6 separate regions of the Mus musculus genome follow, and all the other regions are linked to region 5. Evidence: chromatin contacts called from public HiChIP or PLAC-seq and promoter capture Hi-C data. All regions are on one chromosome and are shown on one strand. Each heading gives the region's core, a stretch centred on a gene start, on an enhancer-like site or on the middle of the called end of the contact. The rest is flanking DNA. Distances are from core to core; before and after follow the strand shown.

Evidence for each region. Promoter capture Hi-C pulls out the DNA fragments that hold promoters and counts their contacts. HiChIP or PLAC-seq counts read pairs in DNA pulled down with a chosen protein or histone mark. Capture Hi-C pulls out chosen DNA fragments and counts their contacts.
Region 1: a promoter capture Hi-C map of adipose tissue shows a contact between it and region 5. The contact joins the promoter of Nipsnap2 here to the promoter of Stx2 in region 5. A contact is called at or near these places in 6 of 39 promoter capture datasets (the HPC-7 cell line, cranial neural crest, embryonic stem cells and 3 more), 2 of 15 datasets of contacts at CTCF or cohesin (large pre-B cells and pro-B cells), 13 of 484 Hi-C or Micro-C datasets (CD8 T cells, the G1E-ER4 cell line, Th1 cells and 6 more), 9 of 115 datasets of contacts at active chromatin or transcription factors (the 230-238 cell line, embryonic forebrain, extraembryonic endoderm stem cells and 5 more) and 1 of 9 other capture datasets (adipose tissue).
Region 2: an H3K4me3 HiChIP or PLAC-seq map of embryonic forebrain shows a contact between it and region 5, with 6 times the contacts expected there. The contact joins the enhancer-like site here to the promoter of Stx2 in region 5. A contact is called at or near these places in 3 of 39 promoter capture datasets (the HPC-7 cell line, cranial neural crest and maxillary cranial neural crest) and 4 of 115 datasets of contacts at active chromatin or transcription factors (astrocytes, embryonic forebrain, fetal liver and 1 more).
Region 3: a promoter capture Hi-C map of liver shows a contact between it and region 5, with 4 times the contacts expected there. The contact joins the promoter of Nupr1l here to the promoter of Stx2 in region 5. A contact is called at or near these places in 7 of 39 promoter capture datasets (the 3T3-L1 cell line, cranial neural crest, hematopoietic stem and progenitor cells and 4 more), 8 of 115 datasets of contacts at active chromatin or transcription factors (cardiomyocytes, embryonic forebrain, embryonic stem cells and 3 more) and 3 of 9 other capture datasets (adipose tissue, embryonic stem cells and liver).
Region 4: a contact with region 5 is called in a promoter capture Hi-C map of embryonic stem cells, with 2.7 times the contacts expected there. The contact joins the promoter of Chchd2 here to the promoter of Stx2 in region 5. A contact is called at or near these places in 4 of 39 promoter capture datasets (embryonic stem cells and hippocampal neurons), 1 of 484 Hi-C or Micro-C datasets (CD4 T cells), 4 of 115 datasets of contacts at active chromatin or transcription factors (embryonic stem cells, large pre-B cells and pancreatic cancer cells) and 2 of 9 other capture datasets (adipose tissue and liver).
Region 6: a contact with region 5 is called in an H3K4me3 HiChIP or PLAC-seq map of bone marrow-derived macrophages, with 4 times the contacts expected there. The contact joins the promoter of Zfp11 here to the promoter of Stx2 in region 5. A contact is called at or near these places in 3 of 39 promoter capture datasets (the SN4741 cell line, cranial neural crest and stem cell-derived epiblast-like cells) and 7 of 115 datasets of contacts at active chromatin or transcription factors (bone marrow-derived macrophages, embryonic forebrain, extraembryonic endoderm stem cells and 4 more).

The regions. Positions count from the first base shown.
Region 1 is chr5:129,723,316-129,726,963 of GRCm38.p6, forward strand. It overlaps Nipsnap2 (nipsnap homolog 2), which reads left to right and starts at 1,760. Exons shown (of 10, transcript NM_008095.4): 1 at 1,760-1,906. The coding sequence starts at 1,830.
Region 2 is chr5:129,759,912-129,763,761 of GRCm38.p6, forward strand. No RefSeq gene overlaps it. Among named protein-coding and RNA genes, the nearest start is that of Psph, 25 kb to the right of the region's middle. Within about 2 kb of position 2,535, at least 88 of the 459 cell types and tissues checked have an H3K27ac peak or open chromatin away from gene starts, as enhancers often do. A contact at or near this core is called in astrocytes and embryonic forebrain, where this site is marked.
Region 3 is chr5:129,906,186-129,909,968 of GRCm38.p6, forward strand. It overlaps Nupr1l (nuclear protein transcriptional regulator 1 like), which reads left to right and starts at 2,355. Exons shown (of 3, transcript NM_026916.3): 1 at 2,355-2,736. The coding sequence starts at 2,407. The coding sequence ends at 2,715. It also overlaps a transcript of Zbed5 not described here.
Region 4 is chr5:129,885,339-129,889,185 of GRCm38.p6, forward strand. It overlaps Chchd2 (coiled-coil-helix-coiled-coil-helix domain containing 2), which reads right to left and starts at 2,132. Exons shown (of 4, transcript NM_024166.6): 1 at 1,860-2,132. The coding sequence starts at 1,909.
Region 5 is chr5:129,006,222-129,010,423 of GRCm38.p6, forward strand. It overlaps Stx2 (syntaxin 2), which reads right to left and starts at 2,351. Exons shown (of 11, transcript NM_007941.3): 1 at 2,173-2,351. The coding sequence starts at 2,202.
Region 6 is chr5:129,668,508-129,672,361 of GRCm38.p6, forward strand. It overlaps Zfp11 (zinc finger protein 11), which reads right to left and starts at 1,581. Exons shown (of 3, transcript NM_172462.4): 1 at 1,553-1,581.

The sequences.
Region 1 (3,648 bases), core at 510-3,009, 720 kb after region 5:
GGGGAATACAGGAAAAATATGGCCTAATGCTAAGGAGCACAAAAGCAGAGTCATCAAAGAAATGCATAAACGCCAAGTTTGCATTCCAAGAGAGAGTTGAAACTCCTAACCTATAAAGTTGAGTCAAGTGCAATACTGCATACCTATGATCCCTGCACCGCAGAGACAGAGGCAGGAGCATTGAGAGTTTGAGGCCATCCTGGTCTGAATAATGAGGTCCAATAACTAAACAGCTTATGACGGCTCTGCAAGTAATCTCAACCCAGGAGTTTACCCTGAGATTACAAAAGGATTCCTGTCAGAACAGGCAGGACCCAAGGATGGAGTCGCATGAGGGGAACTCTGAATGCTTGTGAGAAACTCCAAATGAGTCTTGTAACCTCAGTTTCTTCAAAACACAAAACTTGTTCATAGACTGTGCTTCACACCCCTCCCAGGTGTAGCGAATCGCAGTGAGTTCACTCCAGATCACTCATTACTGCTTGCTGCTTTTATTATTTTTTTGCCACGTGTGGCTTGTCCTTATGATTACACACCTAACTCCTGTGGTTCTTCTATACCCTCAGAGTATAAATCGTCTGATGCTCTGAATAAACGCTATTGCTTGAGACTTTAGTCCGCCTCGTTTTTAGGCTCCATTCTCCCAGGTTCAACCCCGACTCAAGAGCGGTAAACAGATTACCATCAGTTTGAGGCCGGACTGGGCGCCACATAAAGACCCTGTCTCAGCTAAGTTGAGAAATGAAGGATCTGTATAAAAAAGGCAGGGCTCACCGACGCTTGAAGAGGCCCTGCCCGCAGCAAGTCACATATCTGCCTCCCACAGTTGGGTCTACAGTTTTATGGACCGCTCTCAGCCTCATTCACATTCAAAGGAGTGCCTCTCCCAGTCTGAACCGCTCCTCCACCACCCACAAGACCAGACCCTGTCATTTGTCCAAATTCTTGTTAGAAAAACTGTACCCATGGGGCTGGAAAGATGGCTCAGCGATTAAGAGCACTGGCTGCTCTTCCCGGAGGACCTGGGGTTCAATTCCTAGCACCCACATGGCAGCTCACAACCTCCTGCAACTCCAATTGCCAGGGGCTCCACCCACACTCTCACACAGACATACATGCAGGCAAAACACTGATGATGCACATAGACTAGGAAGAGAAAAATTTAAAAGATAAAGAAAACCACAACTCCTGAGCTTCAAGATTACAGCTCCCATCCGTCTTCTAACTCAGAACCAGGAAGGCAGCCACCAATTGGAGAGTATCCTTCTCTTGGCCTCTGCATGTAACTGAGGCCCAGGCTGCTCCCTATTTCTCTGATTCCTCGGGATCTAGTTCTGCTTTTGCCTACTCTTATCTTGCTGAAGTTTATGCTTATATCCATAGCTCTTTTATTATCCTTACAGAATACACTTCCCCCTATACCAGTGGTTCTCGACTTTCCTGATGCTGCTAAAACTTTAACACGTTTCCTCATGTTTGTGGTGGCCCTCAACCATAAAATCAGACTCTGGATTCCCCACATGCACAGATCTACTCCTTTCCCGTGGATCTCCCCGTGTACATTCCAGGTTCCTTTCTCACTCGGACTTCAGAGACCCTGAACTCCCCTCGCGGGATCTACGGATATCTTCAGCAACTTCTTGGCACGCCCCCTGGCGGCAGCACTGAGGCGCCACGCTGCTCCCCCTAGCGGCCGCTCCCCTGCACTACAGCGGCCTAGCGCCCTGCCCCGCCCCGCCCCAGCCTGGTCGGCCCGGCCGGGGGAGGGGTCGCGGTAGCGGCGGCGTCAGCGACACCGAGGCGGTAGGAGCTTCAGGCTCCGGAGCAAGATGGCGGCGCGGGTGTTGCTCGCGCGAGGAGGCCTGCTGCGGCCAGCCGCCCAGAGCGGCTTCCTGCCGGGGCTCCGGTGAGCAGCGCCGCCCTTTCCGGGGCCCGGCCGGGGAGGGGCCGCCGTGGGGCGAAGGGCGCGGGGTCCCCGGGGCGGGCAGGGGACGCCGGGGGGCCGGCCTCCCGAGTCCCAGGCGACCGAGGGCTGGCGAGGCTGCGGCGCCTTCCCGGGCCCCCGTGGGGCTCAAGGTCACCGTCCTGCCGGCGCCGCCCTTGCCGGGGACGCCCGGGCTCGCGGGCCACGTCCGCCCTCAGCCTCTGCGCGCTGCGCCCCTCGCAGTAGCAATGCCTCGCCCCAGGTCGTGCAGAGAAGCAAAAGGATGGCTGGTCTCCCTGGGGAAGCTGTACCCCGGGGTCCCCAGTCGGGACAGCCCTTAAATTTGAAAGCGGAGTGGCAAAAAAAAAAAAAAAAAAAAGTAACCCACGGTGGCCAGCTGTAGTAGATGGCGGAGTTCGCTGTCGAAACTTTTTCTTTTTTCCTGACCTCCGCGGAGACTGTGCTCGGTGTGTCAACCTGTCACCTTGACATCCCCACGTTTAAATAACGAAAGGCCATCCGAATTTACCGACAGATTTGTTTTCCCTTCTTTTCTTCCTTTATATGCTTATTTGCTGTTTAAGCGGTTTGTAGGATTTATTTTTTTATTTTATGTGTATAAGTGTTTGCTTTCATGTGTGGCTAACACATAGGTGCCTGGGGCAGCCAGGAGAAGGTTTTGGATCCCCAACGACCCGGAGTTACAGAGGGTTGTGAGCCGCCATGTCGGGGCTGGGAATTGAATCTGAGTTCTCTTCTAGAGCGGCAAGTGTTCTTAACCCCTGAGCCATCTCTCCAGGCCCTATGTATGTATGTATGTATGTATGTATGTATGTATGTATGTATGTATGTATGTATTTTGAGACAAGATCTTACTACATATATTCCTGGCTGGCCTTGAACCTTCAGCAAACCTTTTGCTTCAGACTCCAAAGTTCTGCAGTTGCAGGTGTGCAGTTGCAGGCCAGCCTTGGCTAATTGAAATATTCCTTTTTTTTTTTTTTAAGATTTTTTTTAACCTCTGAGCTCTCTGCCACGTGTGTGTAATTGATTTTCTTCCACCATGTGGGTCTGGGAAATTGAATGTAGTTCATCAAACTTAGCAGCCAGTTTCTTTACCCCTTAAGCCATCTCACCAGCTCCAGAACTTGCCTTCAGATTTCTTTTGTTTGTGCGTATGTGTGGTTTTTACCTGCATCTATGTATGTGCACCGTGTGCATGCCTTGGGCCTTCAGGGACCAGAAGAAAGTCTCTGACCCTCTGAAGTACAGTTACAGAAATGGTTGTAAGCCACCACTTGGGTGCTGGGATCGGAACTCTGCCCCTCTAGGAAAGGAACAGGTGGTCTTAGGCATGGAGCCATCTCTCCAGCATTATGAGAGCACCATATAATATGGCTTGTCTGATTTACTGGCAATCTTTAGTACTGGGGTGTGTATCTCACACAGACACACAGAGGACAAGAGACACATCTCGAGGGAAAAGTGTGTGAATGCTTTTGTTTCAGGACAGATGCAACTTGTAGGTGCAAATTATTTAAACCACCTGTAATATGATTCCAAGTGGAATGAACCGACATCTTACTCTCACATCTGTTGTTACTGAGCAAGCAGTCCGAGCCCCTAAAGTTTGTATTTTGTTCCTTGGGAAACAGGCAACTGAACCCCAAGGTGCTCACTCAAGACCCAATGCTCAAAGTCATGAAACTGGTAGAGTTTTGGAC
Region 2 (3,850 bases), core at 1,285-3,784, 750 kb after region 5:
AGTTTGTAGCCAGCCTGGGCTACATGAAAGCCTGTCTCCAAAAAAGGCAAAATATAACTAAAAGCATGACGTTACTTCCATCATGCTCCACTCTCCAGATGACCACACACACAAGTGTTTCTCCATGATTGGATGATAGGAAGGGATACCCCATTCCACAAGAGCAGCAGCGGCAGCGAGCGGAATTCCAGAGATTCAGGGGGATGCTTGCCTTTGCCTGCACAGTCCTCAGAATCGTAATGGTTGGATTCATTTGGACGAGTGAGTGACCCGTCCACAGGTCACCTGAGTTCTGCTCACAGCCTCTGAAGTGTTTTCACACTTCTTGTGTAATTCCTACAGCCCTGACATCAGCAGTCCAAGAATTGCTGTCTTCAACAGAGAGATATGCTCACTATTTACTGACTGCCACAGGTCACATCCGGAGCCAAAGCGATTTCCAAGGCATTCGTTTCATTCCCTAATGCATTACTCGAGTTAACAATTTACCTAAACCAGGGTTGTCCATCCTAGCCTAATACTTATTAACGCTGACTGCGGCATTAATGCATTAATACAGCAGAGGACATCTTACTCCCTAGGGTTCTTATAAAAACCTGTGCTAGGATTACAGGGCTGTGTGAGCTCGTCTACTGTTCTGTGGTGCTGGGGATGGACCCCCTAGGACCTTGTGCGTTCTAGGCAAGCCCTCTACCAAATGAGCTCCTTCAATTCCTTACCCTTTAAAAAAAAATGTCACTTGGAGGGTAGAGGCAGACGGATTTCTGAGTTCGAGGCCAGCCTGGTCTACAGAGTGAGTTCCAGGACAGCCTGGACTACACAGAGAAACCCTGTCTCGGGAAAAAAAAAATGGCCAGAGGTGGTGTGGTGGCACATGCCTTTAATCCCACAGTGCTCTGGAGGCAGAGGAGGGTGGATCCCTGTAAACTCGAGGCCAGTCTGGTCTACAAGGCGAGCTCCAGGACAGTCAGGGATGTTAACACAGAGAAGCCCCATCTCGAACACACAAAGAAAGAAAATGTATCTGTGTGTCTGTCTATGAGTGCACATGTCATGGTGTGTGTGTGAGGAGGCCAGGGGACATCCTGCAAGAACCTGATCTCTCCTTCCTGAGGTCAGGAAGGAGAGAACAGGTTGTCAGGTTATCAGGGTTGATGGTTGACAGCAAGAGCCTTTACTTGCTGAGCTGTGACAGTCATCCTTGCCACTCTTTCCTCTTTAGTATTCTTTCTCTCTCTCTCTCTCTCTCTCTCTCTCTCCCTCCCTCCCCCCCCTGTTCCCCTCTATCTGTGTGTGTGTGTGTGTGTGTGCACGAGAGCCTGAATGTAGGTATGTGCAGTGCATACTTGCATGTGCCTTCAAAGGCCAGAAAATAGTGTTGGGTCTCCTGGAACTGGAATTACAGGTAGTTGTAAGCAACCCGACATGGGTGCTAAGAACCAGGTCCTCTTTAATAGCAGTAAATGCACTTAACTAAACCATGGCTCTAACCCCTGAAAAATGTTTGGGTTTGGGTTTGGGTTTGGGTGTGTGTGTGTGTGTGTGTGTTTTGGGGCATATGTGTAGAAGACTATCTCGTGGAGTGGGTTCTCTCCACCTGTATGTGAACTCTGAAGATCGAACCAGACTTGCCTGGCAAACACCAAGCAGTCCCACTGGCCCTGTTGAGACAGGGTCTCATGCTGCCCGAGCAGTCTGGCCTCAACAAGGCAGGCCTCGAAATCCTGTTCCTCCTACTTTGCTGGGATCACAGGCATCACAGACATACACCACCAGGTCCACTTGCTTCTTTTTTTGTTGTTGTTGTTGTTACAGTATCTTGCTTCAGAGCCTGTTCTTGCCTGGAGCCCCAGATTCCCCTGCCTCAGGCCCCAGAGTGCTAAGTTTGCAAGTCTATCCCACTATACCTAGCTACAAGGGCTTGTATTACTTAATACAAAGACAAACTGCAAACAATTCCTTAACTTTCTCTGCGTATAGAAACCGTTTTCACAGATTGAAAACTGGCACCCCACGCGGGAGCTATGTAACACTGCTGTCGCTCTGGGTACCCAGCCTATTGTATCTCTGCATGGGCGTCACCCCTGGGAGAAGTACTTGCTGGCTGCTTCCAGCCAGTCTACAATTGGAAAGGCATGAAAGATGCCAGTACAGTTCCTGCCTCATTCATATTCACCCCTGACACAACAAAGAAGGCCTTGTACGACTGGGGGTGTGGGGGGAGCTGAGCTCAGAGCCTATGGCCCACAGAATTAATGGTAGAACTGGAAACTGCTCTCCATCCAATCATAATCGCAAATCGCATATCTATCAGATTTCCTCTGGGGCAAATTCAGCGTGCACCTGTGCAGGTCACTGCTCTGTCACAGCAGGCTGCTGTAACCAGTTCAACGGTGGGGCCACCTCCTCCACCTCTGCCCGGGCTTGTGTGCTCCAAGCGGTGATGAAAACTGAGACCCTTTGTAGTAGCACTCGGCCAGACCCAGCATGCCTGGTTGGTCCTTCCCATTTTGCTGTGCCGAAATGTGCAAACTCACAAAGCAGCATCTAGGAGAACTGCCAGGAGGCGTTTACAACTGGGGAACAACGGCCTTGTTGTTGGGATGCCTGTGTGACCTCTGCCAAACGTAATCCTCCACGCCTCTCCTACGGAACCTGAGGGGTTTTGTTGTTGGTTTTGGGGGTGGGGGTGTTGTTTGTTTGTTTGTTGAGCCAGGGCCTCACTATATTGATCCTCCTGTCTCTGCCTCTCAAGTGCTGAAGTTTTCAGGCATGTAACATACTTTCAGCTGATTTTGTAGTTGGACACATTTTTTGATCTATTTGGCTCAGTTATATATATATGTGTGTGTGTATGTGTGTGTGTGTATGTATGTATATGTGTGTGTATATATATATATATATATATATATATATATATATATATACATATATTTTTTAAAGATTTATTTATTTATTATATGTAAGTACACTGTAGCTGTCCTCAGATACTCCAGAAGAGGGCATCAGATTTTGTTACAGATGGTTGTGAGCCACCATGTGGTTGCTGGGATTTGAACTCGGGACCTTCGGTAGAGCAGTCGGCGCTCTTAACCACTGAGCCATCTCGCCAGCCCCATATATATTTTTTTTAAATCATTTACACTAGTTACATTTCGGGCAGTGGAAGCAAGGGCTGGGGCTCATTTGGCAGACAGCTTGCCTAGTGTGCCTGGAGCTTTACATTCAGTCTCATCTTGGGTAACCCAGGACATGTCGCTGCACACCTGTGACCCCAACACTCAGGAGGCGGAGGCAGGAGAAGCAGGACTTTAAGTCCTCCTCAGGAACGGAGCTGAGATACACAAGACCCTATCATTTAAAATAAAATGAAGCAAAATGCCCTGGGGTAGAAAGAGTACTTAGCTCAAATGTGCAAATCTTTCTGGGTGGTGGTGGCACAGGCCAGGGCTTACATAGTGCAAATCCCTGGCTCCATTCCTAGCACTAGTGAAACAAACCAGTAAAACCCCCAAACCTCATATGCCTTCCCTACTTAACGAGCCAACAGTGGCAGCTACCTGTGTCTCCCTGAGCCATGTCTTTCCCCTCTGCCTACATTCTCAGCAAGGAGACTAAACATTCACACCCTTTTAAAGCAACATCCCCCTCTTCATATTGCTTCAAATACCCATGAACCTTTCGGGTCTTTCTTCCCACGTCATCTGTGAAAAGGAACTCAGTGTGTATTCCTGTGTATGTGTGTGTGTCGTGTGTGTTTGTGTGTATGTGTGTGTGTGGTATATGTGGGGTGTGTGTGGTTTGGGTGCCTGGTGCCCTCAAGCCACAGCACACATGCATGCAGGGGTTA
Region 3 (3,783 bases), core at 1,105-3,604, 900 kb after region 5:
ATACATTGGACTTCCTTTAGCTTTTTGTTGTTTGTTAGTTTTTGTTTTGTTTTGTTTCCAGACAGGACTTCCACTGTGTAGCCCTGGATGTCCTAGAACTCTCTAGACCAGACCAGGCTGACCTTGAACTCACAGACATCCACTTGCCTTTCCCTCCCGAGTGCTGGGATTATAAGTATGCTCCATCTTTAACTCTCTGTCCATGTTTTACTTTAGTTTTGTCAGTCAGCATTCTTGGGGTTTGAGTATATGTGTGAAGGATTGTCCTTTTTTTTTTTTTGGAAACAAGATTTCACCTTGCAGTCCAGACTAGCCTGGAACTTGAGGTAACCCTTCTGTGTCAACCACTTGAGAGCTAGCACTACAGGCTTATACTAGCACTACTACCACCACCACCACGACCCCACTGAGTCTAACTAACATCATTATGTTTATTTGTTTTGAGAGGTAGGCTCATTTATGTAGTCCTTGCTGGCCTGGCGCTTACTATGTAAACAAAGCTGGCCTTGAATTCACAGAGTCCTGCCTGCCTTTGCTTCTTCCTAAATGCTAAAATTACTGTTGTACACTGATAAATTGATAAACTTTGTTGGCCTGAGGATTAGCAAAGTGGTAGTGCTTAGTACGTTTGAGACCCTGGGATTAATCCTCAAGATACTTTGTTAAGTCCGATATCCGTGTTGCTTTAAGGATGAGATCTATTAATGATTGTCTTTCTTTAAAACAATCATGTGGGGGCCATTCAGATAGTTCATCAGATAAAGGTGGGTGTTACCAAGCTTGAGGTTTTGAGTTCAACCCACAGGACCCACTGGGTGGGAGGAGAGAATAGATTTCCAAAAACTATCCTCTGACATTGTAAGGCCCCGGATGCTGGGCCTCCATTCAAGTCCTGGGATGAACTGGCCAACACCCCACCATCCCGAGAGAAAACCACACCTGATGCAAGCTGCAAGAGGTTTTATTATCAGCTAGCTGAGGACGAACCCCTGGAGCCTCGCAGGGCAGGGGAGTTCGACCCCAGAGGTGACAGTAGGGGGCTTTTAACAGCTAGCTGAGGAATTGGGAGGAGTTGGGAGGAGTTCTTCTCTTCCGGGTGTCCTTGGTGACAAGACAGGAGTGGGGAGTGAGTTCTTTCTGAATTTTTATCTCTGTGTCCTCGGCACAGGAAGGCCGGCATCTCTGGTTGTACAGTATAGAAACAAAAAAGCCTTTTGCTGGCTATAGAGAACAAAGAGCTTCTTTCTAGCTGTATTTTTAAAGATCAGGGAAAACAAGCTTGGGGAAATGTTTTAGGGGTTTACCTTTCAGGGAGAAATGCTTTAAGCCAGGGTCTCACAACATCCATGTGCACACACATTACTTTTACATTTACATGCATTTATTTGTGTGAATGAGTGTTTTGCCTGCTTGTATGTATGCCCCAGGAAGCCAGAAAAGGGCTTCAGGTCCCCTGGGACTGGAGATGTAGACAGTTTTGAGCTACCATGTGAGTGTTGGGAGTAGAACCCAGATCCTCTGCAAGATCATAACCACTAAACCCTCTCCAGCCCCTTGGCTCTAACATGCTACTTGTGATGTTTAGTAAGTCTGTCTTCTTAACTTATGAAGCATGCCTTTGTGTAGATTTGTTGAGGGAATTTCCAGAGATTATAGATTGGAGAGAGACAACCCACCTTGAATGTAGCTGCATCATCAGTAGGCTGGGAACTTGAATAAAAATGGAGGGGGGGGGGTACCAAAAAAAAAAAAAAAAAAAAAACACAAGCAAGATGCTAGAATTCCCCTTTCTTTGCTTCCTAATGGACGAATGCAGATTGAATAAGTAGCCTCAAGATCCTGCCCACCGTGTCTTAGCTGATTGTATTCTCAAACGATGAGCCAAAAAAATAACCTTCCCTAAACAGATTATTGCCAAACATTTGGTTATAACAATGAAATAGTAATGTCGTGAAGAGAATTTTCTTGTCACAAGAACAAAGTTAAAGCAATTCAGCAAGCCAGTTTTCTTTTTGCACAAATGAACCCAAACTAGGCTAGCAAATTCATTTGGCCAGAGCTCCTCGTCTTTTATCGCAGTGTTAGGATTATAGGTGTGTGCACAACCACACCTGACTTATACAGTGATGGGGATGGAACCCAGGCCTTTGTGCATGCTAGCACTCTACTGAGTCACATTCCCCAATTCCGTCCCTTCAGGTTTTAACCAGCGAAACCAGGTTTATTATACTTATTTACAATTCGGACCCCGCGAAGAAACACAATTCCGCATCTGGAACAAAGAAGCATGGAAGCCACGCCCCCTGTGAGGTCACAGAGCGCTCCCTACAGCGGAGCCAATAGGAGCACTGGGTGGGGCATTCCGGCGGAGTGACCAGCGGCGGCGGCGGGCGGAGCGCATCGGCGATGGACCCTCCAACTCGTCCTTCTGTCTCCGGCCCAAGGACTCGAGCCCGCCCGCCGCCGCCGGAGGCGCTGCCCACCGTCGGCTTCGAAGAGGAGGTGTACGACTGCCTGGATTACTACTACCTGCGTGACTTCCCGGCCTCTGGGGCTGGACGCAGCAAGGGCCGGACGCGGCGCGAGCAGCAGCTACGCACCAACTACCCGGTGCCCGGCGGCCACGAGCGCAAGGTGGCGCAGATACTGCTCAACGGGCAGCGCAAGCGGCGCCAGCGCCAGCTGCAACCGCGGCCGCGCACACGCCTGGCCTGAGCACACGCCACGCTTGAGCGGGTATGGGCAGGCGGAGCCCATTGGTGTTGGGTAGGGAGTAGAATGTATATCTCAGGTCGGCCTCGAACTCAGTGTGTAGCAGAGGATTACCTTGGACTCCAGATTGTCCTGCATCCAGCTTCCATGGATGGGCTGGGATGCTAAGACATGAGCCACAATGTCCAATTCTTTTTTTACTCTCTTCTCTTTTCCTTTCCTTTTCTTCTCATTTCTGACACTGTCTCCTAAACTGACCTCGAACTCATCACCCCTCCAGCGTTTACCTTAAAATGCTAAAGTTTCAAGCATGGGCCATGATTCCCTGCTGTGTGGTTTTGTTTTATTGATGATGCCCGTAGCCCAGGATTCCATGGTGTGTAGCAAGCCTCAGCTTCTCTAGTCCTGAGATGACAGGTCTGGCCACCATATTCACCTGTCATCTGCTTCTGAGACTTCCCAGCGTTAATCATAACTGTGCTGGCTCCCGATCCCCGACCCAGGGGTTTCCCGGCTGCTGGTGAAAGTCTCCACCGTTTGGAAGTTTGCAATTGTGTGAGAAAAGTCTACATTGGAAATATAGGGAAATGTCCGAGGAAATCCATCTTGGCAGGGTGGCTCACACCTGTAATCCATCTCCAGCCTCTGTGCTCAGGAGACCGCTGGAATTGGAGGCCAACCAGGAACACTCTTTGAGGCACTGTCCCAAAACAAAACTGCCCCTCCTCCTTGTTTGCTTCCAATTGCTGTAATAAACACCGTGAACTTTTGCTTGCAACTTGGGCAGGAAAGGGGTTGTTTCACCTTAAAGCTTACAGCCCTTCCTGAAGTCAGGGCAGGAACCCAGAGGCAGGAACCGGAAGCACAGTTCCCAGAGGTTCATGTTCAGTTACCTTTCTTGTACCTCCCAGGACTATCAGCCCCGGGTGATACCGCCCACAGTGAGCTGAGCGTTGAGAAAAATCCCCGCACTGACTTGTCTCTGACCAGTCTTACAATAGAGGTATCTTTCCAGATGACTCTAGTTTATGTCGAGTTGACAGAACCAAAACCCAGCAAGCCAGCAGACAG
Region 4 (3,847 bases), core at 882-3,381, 880 kb after region 5:
GGATGCTTGACACCTTGAGGTTGGTTGACTCCTGGAACCCAGAAGGTGGAAAGAAACAACCAACCCCAATAAGGTGCCCTTGGACCTTCACACAGGTACCGAGGTTCTCCAGCACACACAGAGGCATAAATACACTGGCCATCCCGGCTATTCAGTTAGTGAACAAGGCCATTTAGAAGAAGGATTTAGAACCAGTGTTGACAATGGAGAAAGACAGTCACAAGTCAACAAAATCTAAAAGTCATGAGGTGATATTAGGAATGCAGTCCAATGCCTTCATTTTACCCAGTTAGAAAGGGCTGAACTTAACCAGCACTTGGGAGGCAGAGGCAGGCGGATTTCTGAGTTCGAGGCCAGCCTGGTCTACAGAGTGAGTTCCAGGACAGCCAGAGCTGCACAGAAAAATCCTGCCTCAAAAATAAATAAATAAATCAAGAAAGGTTTGGGCTGGAGAGATGGCTCAGGAGTTAAGAGCACAGACTGCTCTTCTAAAGGTCCTGAGTTCAATTCCCAGCAACCACATGGTGGCTCACAACCACCTGTGTACTCCTCATATACATAAAATAAAAATTTTTAAAGATTTATTTTATACATAAGTACACTGTAGCTGTCTTCAGACACCCCAGAAGAGGGCATCTGACCTCATTACAGATGGTTGTGAGCCACCATGTGATTGCCAGGACTTGAACTCAGGACCTTCCAAAGAACAGTCAGTGCTCTTACCTGCTGAGCCATCTCGCCAGCCCATAAAATAAACTAAGAAAAAAAAAATCTTAAAAAAAAAAAAAAAAGTGGGGGCCGGGTTAGGGTGCCGTGGGCAAGGTCTGGTAGCCCATACCTTTAATCCCAGTCCTTGGGAGGCAGAGGCGGGCAGCCTCTTTGGAGTTCAAGGCCAGCCAGGGCCATAGTGAAAACCCCTTTCAAGGAAACAACAAACCACCACGCCAATCCAAAAAGAAAAATCTAGGGAAAGTGACCTGCCTGAGCTGCAACTTTGACTCATATTTTTGGGGGGGTTCTGGACAGGAATCTCTCTATGGGTAGCCTTGCTAGCCTTGAACTGGTTGCAACCCCCGCTTGCCTTCCGGGAGAAGGAGGCACAAGGGACTATCTTGATGACAGATGACGCATGCGCTACAACATGCACTCCCGAGGTTCACTCCCAGTATGAGCACAATTTTAGTTTTCTACGATTTTATTACCCCAAGGAGGGACCTCAGAATCTGGACTGGGGGGAGGGGTGTCAACAATTTCCTATTTGTTTTTTAGGTCGGCCGGCAAGGTAGCTCAATAGATCGTTTACCACAAAATGGTAGACATCTTGGACCCAAGTGATGGAAAGACATAGCTTTAAATTTTCGGCCCTCTACACACAGCCCGCAATTTTCTTTGTTTCTTTTTCCTTAAAAAAATAAATAAATAAAAGAAAAGAAAATCTTTAAAGCCGGCAATCCCAGCCCTAAGGAAGCGGAGTCAGGAAAATCAAGGAAGGCCAAGCGAGGCCATAAAGTTCAAGGCTAACCTGAGACTCAAAAACGCAGTGAGTAGAACAAAGAAAATACAAAAACCACCCCACCCCCACCCCTGGCCAAGAGTTTACCACGCATCTTTCTTTCCTCGCCTCCTTGTATACTACGCCCTCGACAGCCCTTCCCCCAGCCTGTCTAGGGAAAAGGTCACGTTTCAGAGTCCTCTCCCCGAGTGCACCGACCATGTCCCTGTTCTCAGGAAGTCCGCCCCACCAGCGGATCCCTTCCCGACCGCTCGCTCCGTCTCTTCACCGGTCGCCTTCGCAGCCCTCAGGCTACAGAACCTTGCCCTGGCGGCCCGCGCTCGGTTCCCGGCCCCGAGGGTCTCACCTGGCCGGAGGAGTCACCCGGGAAGTGCGGCTTCGGCTTCCACGCGGCATCCTAACTGCTCGAAGTCTCACCGATCAGCGAAGACAAACTGCGAAACGTACAGAAGCGTCCAGCAATTTCTACCAAGGAGAGAGGAAGGGTGGAGGCGGTACCTCACCGGGCAACCAATAAGAAATCAGGAAAAGCTCGGGCGCTAAAGGTTATTGGACAAAGGAGATATCAGTAATGGGCAGAGCCTGGACTCAGCGTCCTAGGCCCGGAAGTTACGAAGTTGGCGAGGAGGAGCTAAGGCTAACCGGAAGTTCCTGGGGTTGCACTCTCAAATTTTGTCCTCCGATTCAATGGTGGAGGTTAGGTTTTTGCTTCCGATGGCCGGCTGGCCTACTCCACAACCTGACTGACCTTGATTTTCACTGTCTCCTGCCTTAGCCTCTCAAGTAAACTGGATTAGGGGCTTACTGGGGTCTGCTCTTGGGCTGTTTACTTAACCCTTCTCTGTTTTGTTTTGGGACAATGCCTCCGGTAACGGATGTTGCCTTGGATCTCGCTGTTCTCACGTCTCAGCCTCCTAGTACTGGTCACGCAGGAAAAACTCTGTTTTTCTGTTATAAAGAATTTACTAATAAACGTGTTTGGAAATATTAAATTACATAAGCAGAATTTCGCTAAAGGAGCTCTGCTCCCAACATGTCTGGAAGATAGTGAACTAGCCGAGCTTATTAGAAACTATGAAAAAGGGGCTGATGAGATGGCTCAGCGGAGAAGAGCACTGACTGCTCTTCAAAAGATCCGGAGTTCAAATCCCAGCAACCACAAAGTGGCTCACAACCACCCATAACGAGATTTGACACCCTCTTCTGGTGTGTCTGAAGACAACTACAGTGTACTTACATATAATAAATAAATAAATCTTAAAAAAAAAAGAAACTATGAGAAAGAAAATTCTGTACATAATTCAAGTTTCTGTTGCAGAGAAATTTTCTGCTCATATTTACCAAGGCTCGTCTTCAATTAAGCGCTATTTCCATAATAAAAGAAGACCATCCTGACTTAATACTAGCCAGTAAGATCATCTGCATATCAAAGAACAGGCCTCTAAAGCTGTTGTCCTCAACCTGTGGGTTTCAGACTGTGATTTAGGGACTGAGTTACTGCTCTTTTCCACGTAAGACTGCTCAAATGCAGAGATGCCCACATTCCAGTATCCAGAACTGTATAAAAGGGTTGCAGCATTAGGAAAGTTGAGAATCATTGAATCTAGAAGTCTCCTCAACTGTGGCCACAGAGGCTTGTGGTCCCATAAGCTCTCACCACAGAGGATGTTGGTGACCTGAGCCCATTGATTGGCAGAGATATCTGCAGTGTCAATCCATGATGCTTCCTGGAAAACACTCTTGTCCTCGTAATGTGGATGAAGACCATTCCTACACATTGCCCATGAGGTCATATAGTCCTACAGAGTAGCAGTAGGCCATCTGATGGAGAAACAGGGGACTCTCCTCCCCACCAAATGCCCAGGGGAATGGGGGAAGAGTTTTCCTCTGCCACCTTGTCAGGCACTGTGTATGAAAGGAGATCTTATCATAGTTGTTCTGTGGCAGTGGGAAAGCGATCACTGGTGACAGTCCGTGAAAACCATTTTCAGCTCTGTTACCCCTGGGGAACTATCTGTGACAAGGACAATGGAAGTCAAAGAGTTATCAGCCTGTCCCAAGGATGTGCACCTGTCTGTCCAGAGGAAAACCATGAAAGATCTTGAGAGAGAGTGAAAAATAGAGAACTTGCCCCATTGTTCCAGGATGCCAGGTGTTTGCAGTTTTTGCCAGGTGTTTTCGGTTTTTGCCTTTATAAACCCCTAAACCCCTCACCCCTTGAGCTCATGTTCAACTCCTCTACCCCTGCGTGGGATACAAGTCGTCCCCAGTGCACTGGTCTTTCCCGAATAAACCTCTTGCAGTTTGCATCAAGACCGTTACTCATAGCCGGGT
Region 5 (4,202 bases), core at 1,101-3,600:
ACAGCACGGAAGCGCTTAAAGGCCAGAGAAGCAGGGGCTAGAGAGACAGCTCAGTGGTTAAGATTGCTCTTCCAGAGGATCAGGACTCAATTCCCAACACTTACACGACAGTGCCTAACTTTCTCTGACCCCAGGAACCAACACTCTCACACAGACACACGTGCCGGCAAAACACCAATGCACGTCAAATAGAAAAATAAATAAATTATTTAAAAAGGAAGTGGTGGTGACAGAGAAGAGGATCCGGCACCTAGTCACCGGAACAGTCCCAAAGAGCTGCCCAGGGACACTTGCTCTGGGTCCCACTCCTAGCACCTGAGCTGTGACACTACAGGGCGCCACCTGCTGCTGCTCTTCCAGGCGGTCCACAAAACCTGCCAAGAGTCCAGCGCTGGCAGTTTGCAAACTGCTCTCCTTCCCAGGTTTCCCCCTCAATCCAGCCAAGGGTCTCCCCCCCCCAACAAACTCCCCCAGGCCAGTGGGGGGGTCATAAAGCCTATCAGCACAGCAACACAGATGCTCCGTGTGTAGACATGTAAAAGCTGCTGTGCTCAAGGGAGCAGAGAACAGACTGGTTACAGGGTCTGGGAAGAATGGACGTGAGCAGCGCACACAGGTGGCTCTGGGGTCCGGCTGGATGGAAAAGACTGCCTTCCAACGTTCTGCATCGCAGTGCGTGGCTGTGGCTGATGCCTGCAGTAGCCAGTGAGGAGGGTCTTGAGGTTGTCTCTCTGTTTCTTAAGACAGGGTTTCTCTCTCTGTAGCCCTGGTTGTCTTGGAACTCACTCTGTAAACCAGGCTAGCCTTGAACTCAAAAGAGATCTGCCTGCCTCTGTCTCTCAAACGCTGGGATTAAAGGTGTGCGCCACCACAGCCTGGCTGGTCTTGAAGTTCTCATCCCAAAAGAATGATAAACACCTGAAAGGGTAGGGCCAAACGCCATGACTGGGCCTGCACTGTATATATGTTCTGAATGTCACATCTACCCCAAAACTGGGTACAATAACTGACCGCTGCAAATGCAGATATACTGTATACACACTCCCCGTTAAAAAGCTCAGCTTTTCTCTTCTCAAAATGCTCACTAGTGACTAAAAGCCTGTGTTAAAACGTAAATACAGTTCTGGCCCCCAGTGGGTAGTGCTGACCGAAGCAGGTACCTAGCCCCTGAGCTCCAGGTTTGTGTGGGGTGTCTGTGAGAGACTCAGCACAGCATTCTGTATCAGGCCATGAAATAAAGCAGTTAGAAAGGGTATCATCCAGGGTGGGGCAGGCAGTTGGAGAGGCTGTGATAAGAGCCTTGCAAAAAAAAAAAAAAAAAAAAAAAAACAGGCAGGCAGTCCAACATCAGCCCAAGCGCAGCCCTTGCTCCTTGCCTAAAACCCTGAGCCACACTCTCACCCACTGAAATCAACCCTGTCAGGTGGCCAAGAGGACTCCGACCCAAACATCGGTACACAGGAGTAGTGCCAGGGCAGGCGGAGAGGACTCACCTCAGACACCTACCAGCATCTGTGCCCAGAAGTGCCCTGTAAGATGCTCCCAGCACCGGCCCCGAACCTCTCCCACAGCCCATTCCTGGAGTCCCAACAAACTGTGACCCTTGGAACCCAAGGAAGACCAGGAGCCTTGTCGCAAGAATCGACTTGCATGCAGCCCTGACCAGGGTCTCCTGGAGACCTCCCAAGAATGCTCCTGAAGCCCCACCCTAACACCCCTGAAGACGCCAAGGACCCCAGAGCCCTTTCCCTGAGACTCTGCTCAGAAACACCGATTGGGTTCCTCTTGTGCATCTTGTGACTCTTGAAGAACCGAAAGCTCCCTGGGACCCTGCTAGGAGGCTGCCTGGATCCTTCCTGAAGACTACGCCCTGCCATCCCTGGAGACACCGAAGCCTCTGGAGGCCCCGGGGCTCCTAGAACCCTCTTATTAGATTCCCTCCTAGAGACGCTGCCCAGTTGCCTCCAGGGGCGTTCCTCCTCGGAGCTCCCTCCCCAGGTTCCCCTCCTGGACTCCCCTCCGTCCCCCTACTCAGACTCCTCCTAAGGTCTTGCTTCTGGACTCCCCTCCTTGCGTCTCTCCACCCCAACTCCCCAGGTTCTTCCTGGGGTTTTTGCCCGACCCACAACAGCTCGCCCGCCGGCTCAGACCGCTATGCGGCTTTCTGCTCACCGCCGTGAGGTCGGGCAGCCGGTCCCGCATCCCCACCGGCCAGCAGGGCGGGGCACCCGCCGCTCAGCTGCCCCGCCGCACACTCTCCGGTGGCCGCGTCGCCGCCTCTGCCTGCCGGGGTCCTGGCCCCGCGCCGCCGCCCTCCCTCGGGCAGGCGCTGCCACGGCAACCGCGCCCGCGCTCTCTGCGCTTGCGCCTGCCCCACCCCCTCCCGCGGGACCCAAGGCACCTGGGCGGGTCGTCGCGAGGGGTGGGGAAGTGGGTGTGGTTCCATCTAGGGGCGGGGCCTGGCCTAAAGTCCTCTCGCTGCGTGGCTTGACTAGTTAACACACTGTCCATCCTTGCTGGTTTCTGCACTTTCGCTCGTTTTGTTTACTTAAAACTTTCGAGAGCTGGGGCTATAGGTCAGTGGTTAGCCTTTGCCCACCATGCCCTAGATTTAAAGCCCAACAGCGGAAAAAGCAAAATTCTAAATTCACCATTACAGCACACACTGACAGCAAAGGAATTAGAATAAGGTAGGCTCACCGATTGATCACCTAACCCTGAGAGCTCCACACCTGGGTCCTCAAAGAAAACCTGCAGGTCCCACCCTGGATGCAGTTCTGGTGGGAGAATCAGGCAAAGCGGTTGCTTTTCTGGTCACTGTGGCAGTCTACCCATCAAAAGCTAAGTAAGGGAGGAAGGATTTATATTGGCTCATGGTCTCAGGGGCTAAAGTTCATTGTGTCAGAAAAGTTATGGCTGCAGATGGCCGCCAATGTTGGGGGAGGGGGGGAAGAGGGGACATTAACCTTAACCCTTCACATTTTGGAGGGACAGGAGGCCAAGGCAGACATGACAGGTGTGGTCCAGGCTAGAGCCCTCGAGGGTAGATTGTCAGCCACTCACTTTCTACAGTGAGACCACCCTTCCTAAAAGTCCCACAACCTCCCAAAAGCCTGCCACCAGCTGAGAAACAAGTATTCCAACACAGGAGTCTGCAAAGACATTTCACAGTCAAATAACAACCCAGGAAAGGAGACCGATTAACACCTAACACCAGCACAGAGGTGTGCATAGGGTAGAGAGTGGGGAAGACCAGAGGTGTGCCCCTCCTAGAGAGCCAATACCCCAGTGATGGTAAAATTTGATTGTCACCAAAGAGAGAAGCCTCTGGGCTCCTTTAGGAGGGATTGTCTAGATTAGGGAAATTGACAAGGGGAAACTCTTCTTAACTGTGGGCAGCACCATCCCACGTTCTGGGGTCCTGATTCAAAAAGAGGAGGCAGTGAGCTGAGTGCCAGCATCCATCACTTTCTGCTTCCTGACTGTGGATGCCATGTGACCAGATACCTCAACCCGCTGACATAACTCTCCTACCATGACAGGCTCCAACTGTGAGGGAAAGTTACCCTATCCAACTTCCTCTCTCTCTCTCTCTCTCTCTCTCTCTCTCTCTCTCACACACACACACGCACACACACACACACACACATTTACTTATGGGTAGCACACATGTAGAGATGAGAGAACAACTTTCAGGATTTGGTTCTTTTCAACTATGTAGGTTCCTGAGACAGAACTCAGGCCAGGCTTGGTGGGAAATACTTCTAACTGCCGAGCCATCTCACCGGCCGGTGGCTTTCATTCTTAGCGTGTGAGCTAAGTCTCTGCAAGATGGGGCACACTTACCAGTACTGTGTCACAAATTTGCACGGGAGCCTATCCTTATGTTGGTGTTCCCCAAATATGAACCGAGTTGGACACGGTCTAGGACTAATGCTTCAGGCAGCAAGGCAGATCTGAGAAGAAAAAAGGAAGGAAGGAGGGAAGGAAAGATGGAGGGAGAAGAGAACTTTTTGTTTGTTTGTTTGTTTTCTGTTTTGTTTTTATTGTCGTCTTTTATTTTGGTTTTGGATTTGTCTTTTTCCAGACAGGGTTGTCTTTGTGTATTCCTGGCTGTCCTGGAACTAGAGCTGTAGACCAGGCTGGTCTTGAACTCACAGAGATCCACCTTTCTACCTCTCCTGAGTGCTGGGATTAAAGGT
Region 6 (3,854 bases), core at 331-2,830, 660 kb after region 5:
TGGCTAGAAATACAAGCGTGTACAGGTACATGCTAACATGCTGATCATTTCAGAGAACGCACAACAACAGAGTTGACCATGGTATCAGTAAACCGAAGAAGAGAGAATACTAGAAAAAGAGAGCATTTGGAATCCTTCAGGCTTTTGTTGTTGTTGTTGGAACAAACAGAGCATCCTTAAACTTCATGGAATTGGTTGGGGGGGGGGGCAGGGCACTGACCCCCCCCCCAATCTTTCATTAAAGGATCCATATATGAACTGCCAAACTTTTTGGAAACAAAGGTGATGAAAAGTCTCCCTAGACCTCAGGCAGTGAATAACTATACACACACGTGTAAGCACAGTCACAGGGTAGTAGTCATGAGGTAAAAAAGCTAGAAATCACAGGTCCCTGTACAGTCCTGAAGTGTTTCTAGTATATGCTTCCAGGAGCTATGTCAAAGCATGGACTCTCATTTATTTGCAACAACGATTAAACCCAGGACTGGGAGCTCTTACCAAAAAGCTAACCCAGCACTCAGGAGGCATCAACCAAAAAAAAAAGGAAACTTCCAGGCCAGAATGGGCTACTTGAAGAGATGTCTGTCATTAAAGAAAAAACAAAAGGGGGGAGGGGGGTCTAGGGAACATAAACACAGGGAGGGGCAGTCCTTGGGAACTATTGGCAAGGTGAGTATATGAATTTTTAAATAACGTGAAAGCTCTTGAAAAAAAAGTTAAAGCTGGCTTACTGTATGACCCATAAGTCACAATAGAGAGTAAATATACCAAGATGAGGACACAGTTATAATATTACAGTAGCCAAGATATGTAAATAAAACAGTCCCTGTATCCCTTTGGTAACCAGCCTTAAAGGCTGCAGGCTCACAGATCCGCCGAGGACAGAATCCCAGGGACCTTAACAACTCCTAATCTGGGACATGGCACCGGTAGCACCTAGTACCTGCGCTTGAGGTCAGAAGTACTGAAATCCAGTACCAAAAAAAGAAAAAAGAAAAAGAAAAAAGGCATATGTATCACCTCTGAAATCAGCCAGGGGAAAGCTCAACCCAAAGGTTTTTCGTGCTAAAGTGCCCGTGCCTAGGGAGAAGGAGTGACGTGAAAAGTTTTACTAGGATTCTAATTAATAGCTGTCCAGTGCTTTCTGCACAGACGCACGGTTCACGAACACAAAACAAGTCCTTTTGCATTGCTACCCGATGTGCACGGGGGCGGGGGGGGGCAGAAATATAAAAAGCACAAGAATTTGTTTGATACGCGGGGACAGTTTAATGTGAAGACATGGGAAATTCGTAGGAATTTACTGTCCAAGGTGCAGGCCGCTGGGGAGAAGTGGGTGCGGACCCCAGCTCAGGGCTTTTCTCGGGCAGGACCGGCACACGGGGAGTCGGGATGTCCCCAGTATCCCGCCATCGGGCTGCCAGCCTTGGGCCCTCGCCGCGAGCTGACAGATGCCCTAGAGAACTCGACCCGACCCGGGACTGGCCGCCGATCCCGCACCGCTGCATCTACAAAAACCACCTCCCTGCTCGGAGGCCGAGCCCGGACTCACCTTGTCCCGATTCCGGAACGGATCTTTTCCGCGGTGTCCCGTTCCAGAGTGTCCGGGTTCTCTGGTCTCCGGTTTCCGCAGGCTTCCGTTCCGGGGTATCTGGGTTCCCGGGTCTCCGGGTTCCGCGGTGACCCGGAGAGTGTTTGGGTTCCGAGGTGGCTAGGAATAATCCTCCCTGGGAGTCCAAGTGGTGAGGGCAACAGGCTGGCTGGCAAGAGCTGGACCGGAGGTGCAAATAGGAAACGGTCTCCAGTGATGGTGGCACCCCACCCAAAGCCCGCCAAGACAGAATGAAGTCTGTCTCCATGGTAGTTCTCAGTCTAAGGGACCTGGATGCAGACCACTTTTGGCATCCCACAGCCTTGATTAACACTGCAAGTTATCACTTCCAGGCTGAGTAGGGACAAAAATGATAGGTCTTTGCTGTATAGATTATTTTTGACAATTCTCTTAAGAATTTTGTACAATGTTTTTGTTTTGTTTTTTGTTTTTTGTTTTTTGTTTTTTGTTTTTGTTTTTGTTTTTGTTTTTTTGCATTTCCATATAGTTGCTTCAAACCCCTGTTAGATATGTATTAGATATCATGGCATGTCAGGGCAACCTGACTCCCACTTTGTTCTGGAAAGAATGCGCTGATGAATACAGAATCCTATATTGATAGTCTTTTTCTTTGACTTTAAAGAAACTTGTTGTTTGTTTGTTTGTTTGTTGTGACAGGGTTTCTCTGTGTATCTCTGGCTGTTCTGGAACTCTGTAGATCATGGCGGCTTTAAACTAAGAAATCCACCTGCCTCTGCTCCCAAGCGCTGGGATTAAAGGTGTATGCCACAACCTCTGGCTTCACTTTTAAATTTCTAATTCTGATTAGATTATTTCTGTAACTGAGATCATACTTTGCTAGATATGTGTTGATTTTGCTTATTTCTCTCTTGATTTTCAGTTAATCTTTGGATATTTCTAGTTTGACTATGGTGTATGTCTTAGCGTTACTATTGCTGTGAAACACCATGACCAAAGCAACTTGGGGAGGAAAGGGTTTGTTTTGCTTACACTTCTAGAGCACTCTTCATCACTGAAGGAAACAGGACAGGAACTCAAAAAGGGCAGGAACCTGGAGGCAGGAACTGATGCAGAGGCCATAGTGGAGTGCTGTTTACTGGCTTGCTCAGCTTACATAGAATTATTTTCAGCTTACATTGCTCAGCTTTTCCCCCAGTGGTTTCCTACAGTAGAGTACGCATGAAGAATCTTCAGTTTGGAGATGAAAGACTCACTTGCACATATGACTGAATCAAAGGGAAGATTTGGACTGTAATTCATGACACTTCATGCCAACAAACTCCTACAATCACCACCGATGAGAGTGTAAGAAGCATCCTCCATCAAGGAAGGAGATTTTTAAAGGAAATACAGTTAAAATGAACCTGCCCACGACTTCCCTGCAAAGTGTAAGCTCCTGAGAAATATTTAATGAAGGGAGGGAGTGAAATATGGGCAGGAGGTTGGGAATTCTGTAGGGGAGAGATCCTCACTCAGAGAGACAAGGTTTCTGTAGTTTTCCACCATCACATTTCTATACAAATTCCACCAAGCAGGGTCTAAGCATTCCTGCTCTTCTGGAGAGAAATCAACGGAGACATCCTTGAATGACAGCAGCTCCTGAAATTAAAAAAAAAAAAAAAAACAAAAAAAAAACAAAAAAAAAAAAACAGCATGATGACCGTGATGACCATGTGACATCAGGTGCTAGGGGTGTAGCTTTTGATGTCATCGCTCATGCTGTGATGAGTTTTCAGAGCTGTATCTGCTTCTTGGTCCTCCTCACTCCTGTAATGCTTCATCCATACTCCCCACAAGTAACCCAAATGAACTCGCTGTCTCACTACACTGAACTCAGTGAGTCCTGGAGTTGTTTCCTTGTCTGTGATTGGTACCCTGCTGGGGTGAACAAGCATCTAGTCACATTTCCACATGAAGAGTCAAACAGTGAGCTTGGGAAGAGTCGTTGAATGTCCCAGCAACAGATGATAAGATGTGCAACTGGAGTTGATCTGTGAGTGGGTTGTCCATAGAGGCCATCTCACTATGGCCACCTTGTCCCTCATGGTAGAGGATGATGCGCCTCCTTGCTGTGGCAACGGTTACATGCTCCCTGTGACGAGTGATGAGACATCCAACCAAAGGCCAGCTATCTCCTTGAGTATAGTGTTCTTGATTGGGACTCCCAGAGTGGGCACCTAACTGTATGTGGCAAGGGGCAGCATACTGTCATGATGAATTAGGTGTGCCGTGTGAACATAAG